4 separate regions of the Sus scrofa genome follow, and all the other regions are linked to region 2. Evidence: chromatin contacts called from public HiChIP or PLAC-seq data. All regions are on one chromosome and are shown on one strand. Each heading gives the region's core, a stretch centred on a gene start, on an enhancer-like site or on the middle of the called end of the contact. The rest is flanking DNA. Distances are from core to core; before and after follow the strand shown.

Region 1 (2,932 bases), core at 391-2,890, 90 kb after region 2:
GGCGTGCTCCGGCCGTGGCGCCAGCCTCGGGAGGGCCGCAGGGCCCCAGCCAGTCTCTGGTATCCCGAGATGAGGACAGCTGGCGCCAACCTCTTCCCACCCTCGCGAGGAGAGCGGTGGGGGTCTCAGGCTCCGCCCGCGAGTCTAGAAACCGCGCGCAGCGGCGCCCTCTACAGGTCCCAGGCCTCTGGGGAATCTTGGCGACTCACTGTGCGGACACATCGAAGCGGACATCCCGGTCCTCCCAAAGCGCGTCCAACACCGACATGATGTCCGCAGAGGTGGAGGCCGAGCGGCGTCTCGCCGGTACCAAGGCAACGGAGCCACCTCGGTCACGACGTCTACGGGGGGTGCCGAGGCCCAAAATTCCTCCAGGTAGTCTGCGCGCTTTCCGGCCCTAGTCGACTGGTAAAGCCGATTTGAGGCTTTCGGCAAGATTGTGCGACTCAGGGAAGCGTAGCTGGCCAGCTCTCAGGAGCGGGTGCTTGACTTATGAGCGACCTTCCTCGCCTCCTGGCACGCCTCCTTATGCTGCCCCACTCATTCCCTACATCTCTCCTTGCTGCTAAGATTTAGACTTAAAACTAAATTCCTCAACTGGCCCAGCCCACCTTTTGGAGTCCTCGCGCCTTTTGCCCACTCTCCACCCCGGCTGGACTCAGAGGCCTCTTTCTCTGTCTGGAACTCTTGTTTCTCCAGATCTCTGCATGGCGGTCCTTTATCACTCAAGTCTCCCCTCAGAAGTGAACTGAAGCGGTCGTTAAGCTTTCTTCTACTAAGTGCCCCGAGGACGGGGCCTGCTGGAGCTAGTTCCCTTCGAGCAGAGCCCAGCACAGAGTAGGCACTCAATGAGTACTTTTTGAATGAATCAAAGTGCCGTCCTTTCCTCAGCTTGGGACACTTTAAACCAGTGGTTCCAGGTGTGATCCGAGAATTCCAGGAGGTCCTCAAGATCCTTGCAGGGTGCTGACAAGGTCACAGTGTATTCATAATAACATTATTTGCCTTTTTAACTCTCAATCTTTGCATATACAATACAGAGGAGTTTTTCAGAGGCCATATGATGTGGAATTGATTGTGGAAGAGAAATGAGAAGACAGCTGTCTTAACAGTAAGCTGGACATTAGAAAGATTTGCAAAAATGTAAAGCAATCTTACTCTCCTCACAGATTTTTTGAAAAATATGTGAAAATATAACATGTTCATTTATAGTGAGGTTATTTTTACTTTTTAATGAATTCGGTGAATTTTTAAATAGCTCAATAGATATCAGTAGGTATAGCCTATATAAACAAAAGCTCTTTCAGCATGAAGGGGTCCTGAGATAAAAAGCTTGATAATTGCAGCTTTAATTTCTCTGGTGCTCCTGTGTATCAGTCTCTGTGCCAAAGATGGGATACTACTAATATGAAAGGCATGAGGAGTTTTTCTCAGGTTGAAGAGTGTAACTGAGACAAAGGAACATGTGGTGGACACATACTAAAGTGGCCCCCAGTGAGTCATGCCCTTGTATAGTCCCCTGCCCTTGGATGTGAGCAGAACCTGTGACTTGCATCTAGCCAATAATATATAAAAAGGATGATGGGATGTAAAAGTGATGGAATATCCTTCCCTCCTTTATACTATGTTATAGAAGACTGGATCTCAGCTGACTGAGCAAGAGAGACTCTCTTGTTTTCCTTGAAGAAGCCAGCTGCTGTGAGACCTCCTTTACTCCAGTGGCCTCATGTTGTATAGGTGCAAGGACCTGAAATCTGCCAACAACCTGAATGAGGTTGGAACCAGATCTTTTCCCCATTAAAACTTCTGATGAAGCTTTAGCCCCAGGAAATATCTGGATTGCAGCCAGTTTGTATCCCTAAGCAAAAAACCCAGGTAAGTCATGCTTGGATTTCTGATCTATAGAAACGCAGATAAAAAATGTCTGTTGTTTTAAGATGTGGTCATTTGTTAAATACTGCAATAGAAAACTAAGATGAGCATTCCTGCTGTGGTGCAACTGGATAGGCAGTGTCTTTGGAGCGCTTGGATGCAGGTTTGATCCTTAGCTGGGATCAAAGGTCCTGGCCTTGCCCCGTTTATGACTTGGATCTGATCCCTGGCCAGAGAAGTCCATATGCTGCAATATGACAAAAAAAAAAAAAAAGAAATAAAAAAAATCTAAGACAGATATTGGTATCAGGAGTGTTGTGCTACTTTAACAAACGGCAGAGGTTATTAAATCCAGCAAAATTCTACTGGTAGGAAGCAGGCTGATAAAGTTACCTGCAAACATATACTACATTTCATGAAAAAGGAAAGATGGGGAGTTCACACTGTGCCTCATTGGTAATGAACCCTACTAGTATCAATGAGGATGCAGGTTCAATCCCTGGCCTCGCTCAGTGGGTTAAAGATCTAGTATTACCTTAAGCTGCAGCATAAGTCACAGATGCGACTCAGATCCAGTCTTGCCATGGCTGTGGTGTGGGCTTCAGCTGCAGCTCTGATTTGACCCCTAGCCCATGAACTTCCATATGTTGCAGGTGCAACCCGAAAAAGGGAAAAAAAAAAAAAAAAAGAAAGAAAGAAAGAAAAGAAAAAGGAAAGATGATTCTGAGGAAAGAAGCAAGAGCCTAGAGGGCATAGCTAAGAGCCATGAAAGATTAATTCCCAGATCTTAAAATTTAATAAAAGTCCAACATTTGCCAGAATGGATGTCAGAATTTTTATATGCCAGTGACTCATTTGTACCTTCCATTTCCCCACTTTTTAACTGGAATGTCTCTAATGTTGTCCTGTGTCTGTCCCACCATTGAATGATGGGAATGTTGGGATCATCAGTCTCTTTAGTTTCACAGGTCATCAAGGGGCATCGTGCTTCAAGGAACTGCTCTTAATACAGTCAGGAGCCTCATTTGCTCAGATATAAATGATTTAGATGATGAAATCT
Region 2 (2,948 bases), core at 395-2,894:
AGAAACAAATCCAAAGTTTCTAACCTAGTAAGTCTGCATACTCCTGACAGCAGAGGAAGGCAACTGACAATAGCCTGTAAATACAAAAACTTGAAAAAGTAAACAAAATTAAAAAAAAAACCACAGCCTCCTACTACAAGGCCCATTAAGACCTTAGAGTATCAATAATCCTGAATCATAAAACGTTAAACAATGTAAAATGAGCTCTGTTTAAAGCAGAAGTACGTTAATTTTTTCATAGGAATAATCTCATCTCAAAGGGTTAACAATTTTTAAAGGGGGGGAGATTAAACGGAGAAATTTTCAGATACACAAAAAATACGAATGAGAGAAACAGCCATTCTAGATATCTGTACCTTTACGCCTCCATTTAAAAAATGTTTTACACACCCCCTCTTCATCGTTACAAACCGGGAAACTACTGGCCCTTCTTTGCCAAATGGTAATAAAACAGACACACTCACATACTTTTCTATCCGGTTTTAGCTACTGAAAATTAACAACAGCCTAATTTCCACAACATTAAATTGTTCCTTGGACTTATTTATGATCACTATTGCTAAAACTTGGCCCTGCATAAAGTATTGTTATAGGAAGAAATTGAAATCACTGCACAAAATGGTGCTTCTATTACATTTCCAAAATGACCGAAAGTTCTCCATTCCCGCAGACCTCGATTAAGCACATTAAAAGACTAAAGATGAGCCAAATTCTCACACTTCCTCCAAGGCATATGGAGCTTCTAAGCCATCGCTTTCCTCCTAAAGAGTAATTATCGCCTGAAAGGCCTGCGCTGCTCACAGCTCCTCAGAAACGTGGGAGAACTTGGAGTCAGCTCTGGGATGAGAAGGGAACATCCTGGATTTGAGAAACAGGAGAATGCTTAACTAAGTGGCCTGTGCTACTTCACCACGCAGGATAGCCGCTGTGAGAGGAAAAGGTCGGAGTAGGGGAAAAGCCTGTCTTCAGTCTAATCTTAACCCCTGTGATCCAGGCTCCTCGCCTGCCACTCTCCAACCCTAATCTGACAAGATGGCAGGTAACGCCTCCCGCTTCCCCACCTATCCTCCCTCCTACCCCGCATCCGTGCTTAGTCTTACGATTATGAAGCATCAAAATCACCCTGGCTCCCTAGAGTTCAGGCCGCCGTCGCTGCCGCCATATTATAGCTTGTGCGGCAAAATGCGTCAGGGAGGGAGGTGTGAGCCCGAGCCGAGAGGGCGGGGGCTGGCAGGAGGAGGGCCGTTTTCCAGGCCCTAGAGGCGCGGCTGGAAACCTCCTCCAGCCCCAACAGCTGCAAAGCCCCCGCCACAGTCCTTAAGGGCTTCTGCTGGAGCCTGGCAGCCCCGATACCTCGAGGGGAAGACAGTTAAATCCACCCGGGCCTACCGCGGCGGCTCCGCCCCTCCTCGGGCCCTTCCCGCTCTCGTACGCCAGAACTGCTGCAAAGGACGCCACCGAAACAATATGGGCCCGCAGCCACCTACTTGCACCAGTATGGTCTCCTCTTCCCGGGGTCAGGTTCTTTAAAGCGCTTCAAATCTACCGCCTCCAGAAAAGGCGCTAAAGCCCACTAACCGCCTCCCTCCCCCCACCACCTAGTCCCGGCGTGGAGGGAAAGCGTCGCGCCGGAAGTACGTCATGGCTCGGCGGACCGCGTCTCCTGGTGATCCCTTGCCTGCGTCACCTCCCCCTCCCTAGAGTTCTTGGATTTTGGTGCTTGTTAAATTCCTGGTGTATCGGTAGCTTAAAGCTTTATTTGTAAGCTGACTGGGAATGTTTGTAACCAATCATTGTTCACCTCGTTGGTGAAATGAAGTGCCTCTTTTAATTAACATTTATTGATCCTCTGCCAGGGTATGGGAAGGAGACCCTAGAAGCTTCCAGGTCAGCTTCCAGTTAATGGCTATGACACAAGTCTTAAAAAACAGAACTGGGAGTTCCCGCTGTGGCTCAGCAGAAAAGAACCCCACTAGCATCCATGAGGATGCGGGTTCTATCCCTGGCTGCGCTCACTGGGTTAAGGATGGGGAGTTGCCAATACCTGCTGTGTAGGTCGCAGGTGTGTCTAGGATCTGGCACTTTGCTGTGGCTGTGTTCTAGGCCGGCAGCTGTAGCTCACATTTGACCCCTAGCCTGAGAACTTCCACATGTGGCACTGAGGCCCTAAAAAGAAAACAAACAAACGAAAAGAAAAAGTGAGGAGTTCCTCTGTGGCTCTGCAGGTTAAGGACCTGGCATGGTCACTGCTGCGCTTGAGTTGCTGCTGTGGACCAGGTTCCGCCCCTGGCCAAGGAACTTCTGCGTTCGGGGGTGTGGCCAAAAAGGGGGAAAAAAAAACACGGAAGTGAACAAAACACTACATGAGGAAAGAAGAAAATTACAAAGGGCATTGGACCTCTTTGTTATTGTTTTGTTGTTGTTTTTGTTTGCTGCATATGGAAGTTCCCAAGCCAAAGGTCGAATGGCATCTGTAGCTGAGGCCTCTGCCACAGCCACCACAATATAGGGTTGGAGCCACGTTTGTGACCTGTGCAGCAAGTGGCAGCACCGGATCCTTACCCCACTGAATGAGACCAGGGATCCAACCTGCAGTCCCTATATATAGTTTATCATTGTTTTAGTGGGTAAAGAAATTGAAGTTCAGTGAGGATAAGTGCCTCCCTCCCTGGTACACCGTTCTTAAATACCAAAGCACGTCTGACTCCAAATCCAATGTTCTTTAGGGGAAGTAGGACACCTACTGTTATTTAACGTTTTAAGAGATTAAGAATCTCTAGATTATGTTAGAATTAATTCCCCCTGCTTTTTGGTGAAGTCATCGGCAATCAAGGCAATCAATCGGGCAATCCAGTCTGGCAATCTGGAGATAGAAGGTGGGTGTCTTTTAAAGGAACCACCCTAAGAAGTCTTAGATTGTATTATTGTATGAAAAGAACATAAGTTAT
Region 3 (2,847 bases), core at 29-2,528, 65 kb after region 2:
TGATTTTGTTGGGTGACGATGCTGGAATGATTTCTAGGGATCTGCTCAGCCAGGGCAGTAAGGTAGCATTCATTTTCCGTGGGATCGTAAGCCACCGCAGCTGTGTCATTAACCAAGAGGATGAGGTCTTTGACAAACATTCCATGCCTGGGAATGTCATTCAGGTAACCAGGAAGTAAATCTTCATCACCAACATCACCATTCACCTCACCAGCCCCAGCCTTCTCTGTGTTTTTGCTGGGTTCTGGGAGTTTGCCTGCGAAGGCATCTTTGAGAACTTTGATTTTTTTCTGGAGTTCTGGGTTGCTTTTAATTATGTCATCTTTCTCAACATGATCTTTAAAATATTTTTCTGTCATGAGGCGAAAACGGATACAATCAAACACTTCGCTAAGGTTTTTAACCCTGTTTTCTTTGTCTGTTCGCACCCATTTCATCACTGCCTCAAAGACTGCTTCTTCCTTTTCTACATTTAGGCTGTCATTGGAAATGACTGAGATCAGCTCCTGTGGAGACAACTGCATAAAGTCCTCTTCCTTACAAATCTGTACAAAGCGATCAGACACAAATTCACGAGCGGAGATGGCAAGTCTTGGGCAGTCGAGAAGAAGTCCTAATCTTAGGATAGCTAGACAGTTACCAGGAGCAAGTCTTTTCTGAAGATAAGAAACACAGACGGTGAACACCGAGGGGATCTGAAAGCGGCTGGCCAAGGCAAAGATATCTTGCACATTTCCATCGTTGAGATCAATAGTGGCAGAGTATAGGTATTTAATGATTAAATCCAGTACAGCAGGATCCACATTATCTAGAACTACCTCCTTCTTTTTCGCCTCATCAATTTCAGATAAAAAATACTCACGAAAGTAAGGACTACACGCTGACAAAATCAATCTGTGGCAAGGAAGACTTTTGTCACCTGCTTTTAGGGTGCAATCGATGAATTTTTTCTCATCCAGGAGATCTTTTAGACCATCCTGAAGCAGGGTGGATTGATAAAGCCGCAGTTCCTCTGCGAGTTCCCGCTGGGAATCCATTTTGTGAGTAACCTGGGTAAGGAAGGGGACACTAAGGCCTTAGCTCCTCACAGCACACAGGTCTAGCAGTAAAAAGGCAGATCAGTGTGCTTTGCCCAGCTTGAAGCCTTTGCAATTTAATCCCACCAGCTAAATATAGATACCAACTCTAACAACGGGAATTTAGGAGAGAGAGCTGGTTTGGAAAGAAGAGTTGTTCTTGCAGCTGTTACAGATTGAAAGGCACAACTGGAACTTTTAATCACTAAGGAAACAGCTAAGAAACAAGAGATTTAAATGAGGTGGAAAGCTTTAAAATACATAAGGTATTAGGAGGTATGCTATTAAAGGCTACCACAAGAAAATGCTTATTGAACTAACAGAAAACTGAATCATAAAAATGAGTCAGTCCGCTAAAAATGGTCTAGTGGCAAACTACTTGGCTATCTGAATTAATGATGCAAAGGTCAAGAATATGAGGTGAGTTCATTTGGATACTCATAACTTTCCAATAACTGTTACACACAAATTTTTATTTTCTACCTAAAACAGTGGGATATGTAATTTTCTTTTAGATGTAGGAAACATAAAACTTCTACTTAGTTACTCTAATTACAGTTTTTTTTTTTAAACTTTAGAATAATACTCCCCATCATGATTGAAATAAATGCAGGGAAACTGCTAATTTTCTAAGACATTCTAAATTATCTTTATTCTCAGGCGGAAAAACTATAATTAGTATTGAGTTAAATTGTAAAATTATCTAATTTGTTCACACCTGGCCCTGCTCTACAAAGTACTTGATGTGGCAAATAATAATAAGAATAAAACAAGCAAATTAAAGGCAAAAGTTAAAAGGAATCAAGACCAGAAAAAAAAAAAAAAAAAGGTTAAAAGCTAACACTAGGGAAAGAAAAAAGAAAAATTAGCTCCTGTGGCTAATCTTAATGATTTGACAAAAGTTCCTTTATACTGAAGGTATACACACATAAAATATGATCACTGTGGTTTTAAGTGTTGATCTTTAATTAAATAAAAAGTAAAACGGAACAGATATAACCCCATGAGAACAATGCTATCAACAGAACATAGCAAAATCAGAACAAAGTGCTACCTCACCGATATAACTTGAAAAACAGGAGGACTTACACATGAATAAAAAATATATATATAGAACTAGAGCTGTAATTTGTTGACTGGAATAGGACACCATATCAACCAAGGGATGCAGAAGGCATTATTTGAAAAAAATCAATACATCTTCATGAATTATTTTATCACAAAATTATACTGTCATAACGCAGTGGGGCTGTAGAAACACTGTAGTTTCAAAGGTTAAACATGCTCAAAAGAATATAAGCTCTATAAAGACAGGGATTTGGGGGACCTTTGTTTTGTTCAGCACTACAGCCACAGGGCTTCTTGGGTGCTCCATAAATATTTGTCAAATGAATTCCACTCCCAATCAGGGAATTATGTATTTTTAAACTTCAAGGTCTCCATCCAAGAGTAAAGGTTTTTTCTCTTATTTTACATCACGGTGAAGTCAATGGTACTGTCAGCTGCTAAACCAACAGCTGAGAGAAGAGCTCATTGACTCGTTTCCATATATAGATGCCACTAAAGGTTTTAACACAGTAGAAAAAAACTAACAGCTGCTCCCTTGTTAAAACAATAAATGACTCATTTCTCTTTACACGTAACACCTAACATTTGAAAAGATTAACGAGTCATATGCAAACACCATGATGTGACATTTGAGGTTATTCCTTATTAATCAGCAATTTTAGTCTCTTTTGTTTGAAAAACTACTGAAACAATATTCCTGTTG
Region 4 (2,973 bases), core at 467-2,966, 67 kb before region 2:
TGTGTGGTTTTTTTAGTTTTTTTTTTTTTTACTTAGTGGAGCCCATTTCAGAAGGTAAGGAAAGCCCTCACTGATCTAGGGGGTCTGCATCTTTTACAAAACTGTGGCAGACTAAGTTTAGCATTCAAGTAGGGTAAAACTCTGACTTTTCCTAGTTCTTGATTATTTTTAAAACTATGACGGCAAAAAACCCAGCTCTGACTTTTCCTAGTTCTTGATATTTTTAAAACTATGATTGCAAAAAACCCACCAATGTTGTATGTGAAAAAACTAATTTCTGCCAACAATTTTTTTTAATACTCTCATACTTACCAGCATTATTACAATGGAACATCTGGTAGAAAACCTAAAGAAAAACAGTACAACTATGTGTTAGAACTCCACTGATTAAAAATGGCAAAAAGCCAAAAAAAAAAAAAAAAAAAAAAAAAGAACTCCACTGATTAAAGATCTTACCTCTCTTTATTTTGAGCAATTTCAATTTGATGCCTAATGTGTAGTGTCATAGCCAACTACCTTGTAATGAAATCATTTGTACTTATATGTGCTAGAAAAGCATCTTGTGAAACCAAGCCCGTATCCACTCTTAACAGGTTTCTGCATCCTTAGAGGGTGATTGACTCCTCCCCTCCCCTCCCCACAACACATTCAATTTACTATATTGTATTTATCAAGCAATTAAAAATATCTTAAAGGTCCTAACAGGAGTTCCCATTGTGGCTCACTGGTTAACGAATCTGACTAGGAACCATGAGGTTGTTGGTTCATCCCTGGCTTTGCTCAGTGGGTTAAGGATCCGGCATTGCCCTGAGCTGTGGTGTAGGTTGCAGACGAAGCTCGGATCCCGAGTTGCTTTGGCTGTGGCGTAGGCCGGCGGCTACAGCTCCGATTCAACCCCTAGCCTGGGAACATCCATATGCCGTAGGAGCGGCCCTAGAAATGGCAAAAAGATAAATAAATAAATAAATAAATAAATAAATAAATAAATAAATAGTCCTAACAAATATTCTGGAACAACATCTAAGTTTTAACATTCCTTAAAAAAACAAACAAATAGGAAGTTCCCCTCTTGGCTCAACACTAATGAACCCGACTAGTATCCACCAGGACGCATGTTCGATCCCCGGCCTTGCTCAGTGGGTTAAAGGATCTGGCCTTTCCGTGATTGTGCTGTAGGTCACAAATGTGGCCGGGAGTTTCTGTGGCTGTGGTGTAGGCCGGCAGCTGCAGCTCGGATTAGACCCCTAGCCTGGGAACTTCCATAGCCGCGGGTACGGCCCTAAAAAGACGAAAAACAAAAACAAAAAACCTCCCAAACAACAACAACAACAAACTAAACCCTATCTAGCCCAGATCATATCTCTAAAAACAGAGTACTTAAAACTGATTTTCTGTCAATTAATGCCTGGGTTTCTACAGTTGAGAGGAGGGATTGCCCTTCACCTTCCACCCCCGAGAAGGCCTCGCTCTCCCACACACCTGCCGGGTACCTGGAAGGTAGGGGCAGGGACCTAGTCTGGTGTCCTTTCCCGTGAGGCGCACGTCGGATGCCGATGGGAGCACCACGCCGGGGCAGGCGGAGTCCCCAGGGCTCCTCACTGACCCAGGCCAGGGAAAAGCAACTGTTCTGCCCTCGGAGCCGCTCCCGCTGATCCTGCCTTCAGGCTGGCTCCCTTGCCCGCCAGCTCCGGCTGCTCCACTCGCACGCCTGGATTTGACTGCCGCGCAGGCGCAGCCTCCCTTCTTCAGCCACCCGCGCCTCCATCCCGCCCCGGTTGATTGCGGCGCTTTCCTTCCAAGCTTCGGAGGCTGTCGTCACTTCCGGCGGCGTTGCTAAGCAACTGGGCGGTTGAGATAAACACTCCGCAGCCTGGAGTCCGCTGAGTTTTCGCAAGGAATCGCCTTTCCAACCTGAGAGCGCCATGGGCACCTCAGAGGTGGTGGTACGGTTCGGAAGGCGCTGTGGACGGGCGAAGGAAATCACGGGTGAGCTAAACTGGCCCATCTTGGCACGGGCATTGTTTCTTGTCCCCAGCATGGGGTGAGAGGTGCCAAGGGAGGGCTTTCCTTACCTTCTGAAATGCTCCACCAAGTAGAAAGCAGCGCCATGGGCATCCTTGGGCTCTGTGTAAATTGAAACAGTTTAGCCCTTGAGTGAATGGGTGGGTGGGAAAAGCTTACCGAAAAAAGGGTAGGGAAAAGAAGTCAGAGAATCCCAATTGACGATCTGGTCACATCCTCAAGCTGCGCAGTTGCAGCTCCAAGAACTGGTGTTTGCTGAATTCTCTCGCGCTTAAGCTTTTATTCATTGAGTGAATTGGAGTATATTTTGGAAATATCAGTGACCTCATTAGAGTCTTGGGTCTGCTGTGAAACTACTGAGTGCTCTTAGGAAAGCGTCTGAAGGAAATGTCTCAATTTCTTCAACTCTAAAGTGAAGGTAAGGTATCACCTTAATGCGAATACTTTTATAGAATGTAAAAATAATGCTACTTAACTTATTCTGTCACATGATCTTTTATAAAATTTTGATTTTGTCATAGAAGTAGCCCAGTGGAACATTTAAAGAGCTCTTTATTAATTCCAGTGATTTTAGCTTTTTAAGTCTGTAAATTCCTGGTTAGTGTTGTCATGGTGAAAATTAGAACCTGAGGAACTTGGACTATCTTGTCATTGCCTGAGCTTCTGTAGCAATAGAGTCCCTCCTGCCAAATGCAGAGTGAGAACCAGCCATTCTCCTACCAGTAGACACTAGTGGGTATTTATGCAGTAAAGGACTTAAGAAGTAACAGGAGTTCCCACTGTGGCTTAGTAGGTTAAGAATCCTTCATACTCTCCCTGAGGATGTGGGTTCGATTGCTGGCTTCCCTCAGTGGATTAAGGATCTGGCTGAAAGCTGTGTGTGGATCTCAGATTAGCCTCAGATCTGGTGTTGCTATGGCTGTGGCACGGGCCTGTAGCTGCAGCTCCGAT

What was found. HiChIP or PLAC-seq counts read pairs in DNA pulled down with a chosen protein or histone mark.
Region 1: a contact with region 2 is called in an H3K27ac HiChIP or PLAC-seq map of skeletal muscle. The contact joins the promoter of BBS5 here to the promoter of PPIG in region 2. A contact is called at or near these places in 7 of 47 Hi-C or Micro-C datasets (embryonic fibroblasts, fetal heart ventricle, heart right ventricle and 2 more) and 1 of 2 datasets of contacts at active chromatin or transcription factors (skeletal muscle).
Region 3: a contact with region 2 is called in an H3K27ac HiChIP or PLAC-seq map of skeletal muscle. The contact joins the promoter of KLHL41 here to the promoter of PPIG in region 2. A contact is called at or near these places in 2 of 47 Hi-C or Micro-C datasets (heart right ventricle and skeletal muscle) and 1 of 2 datasets of contacts at active chromatin or transcription factors (skeletal muscle).
Region 4: an H3K27ac HiChIP or PLAC-seq map of alveolar macrophages shows a contact between it and region 2. The contact joins the promoter of PHOSPHO2 here to the promoter of PPIG in region 2. A contact is called at or near these places in 1 of 5 promoter capture datasets (fetal liver), 9 of 47 Hi-C or Micro-C datasets (epiblast stem cells, fibroblasts, heart right ventricle and 3 more) and 2 of 2 datasets of contacts at active chromatin or transcription factors (alveolar macrophages and skeletal muscle).

The regions. Positions count from the first base shown.
Region 1 is chr15:75,849,568-75,852,499 of Sscrofa11.1, reverse strand. BBS5 (Bardet-Biedl syndrome 5 protein) reads right to left here and starts at 1,640. Exons shown (of 11, transcript XM_005671912.3): 1 at 210-1,640. The coding sequence starts at 268. It overlaps LOC110257198 (a long non-coding RNA gene), which reads left to right and starts at 221. Exons shown (of 2, transcript XR_002339480.1): 1 at 221-375; 2 at 1,634-2,146.
Region 2 is chr15:75,939,093-75,942,040 of Sscrofa11.1, reverse strand. PPIG (peptidyl-prolyl cis-trans isomerase G) reads right to left here and starts at 1,644. Exons shown (of 14, transcript XM_021076269.1): 1 at 1,488-1,644.
Region 3 is chr15:75,874,125-75,876,971 of Sscrofa11.1, reverse strand. KLHL41 (kelch-like protein 41) reads right to left here and starts at 1,278. Exons shown (of 6, transcript XM_003359548.5): 1 at 1-1,278. The coding sequence starts at 1,037. It overlaps BBS5 (Bardet-Biedl syndrome 5 protein), which reads right to left. Exons shown (of 11, transcript XM_005671912.3): 11 at 2,022-2,847.
Region 4 is chr15:76,006,018-76,008,990 of Sscrofa11.1, reverse strand. It overlaps PHOSPHO2 (phosphatase, orphan 2), which reads right to left and starts at 1,716. Exons shown (of 3, transcript NM_001243373.1): 1 at 1,491-1,716; 2 at 313-346. CCDC173 (coiled-coil domain-containing protein 173) reads left to right here and starts at 1,799. Exons shown (of 9, transcript XM_003133469.5): 1 at 1,799-1,986. The coding sequence starts at 1,923.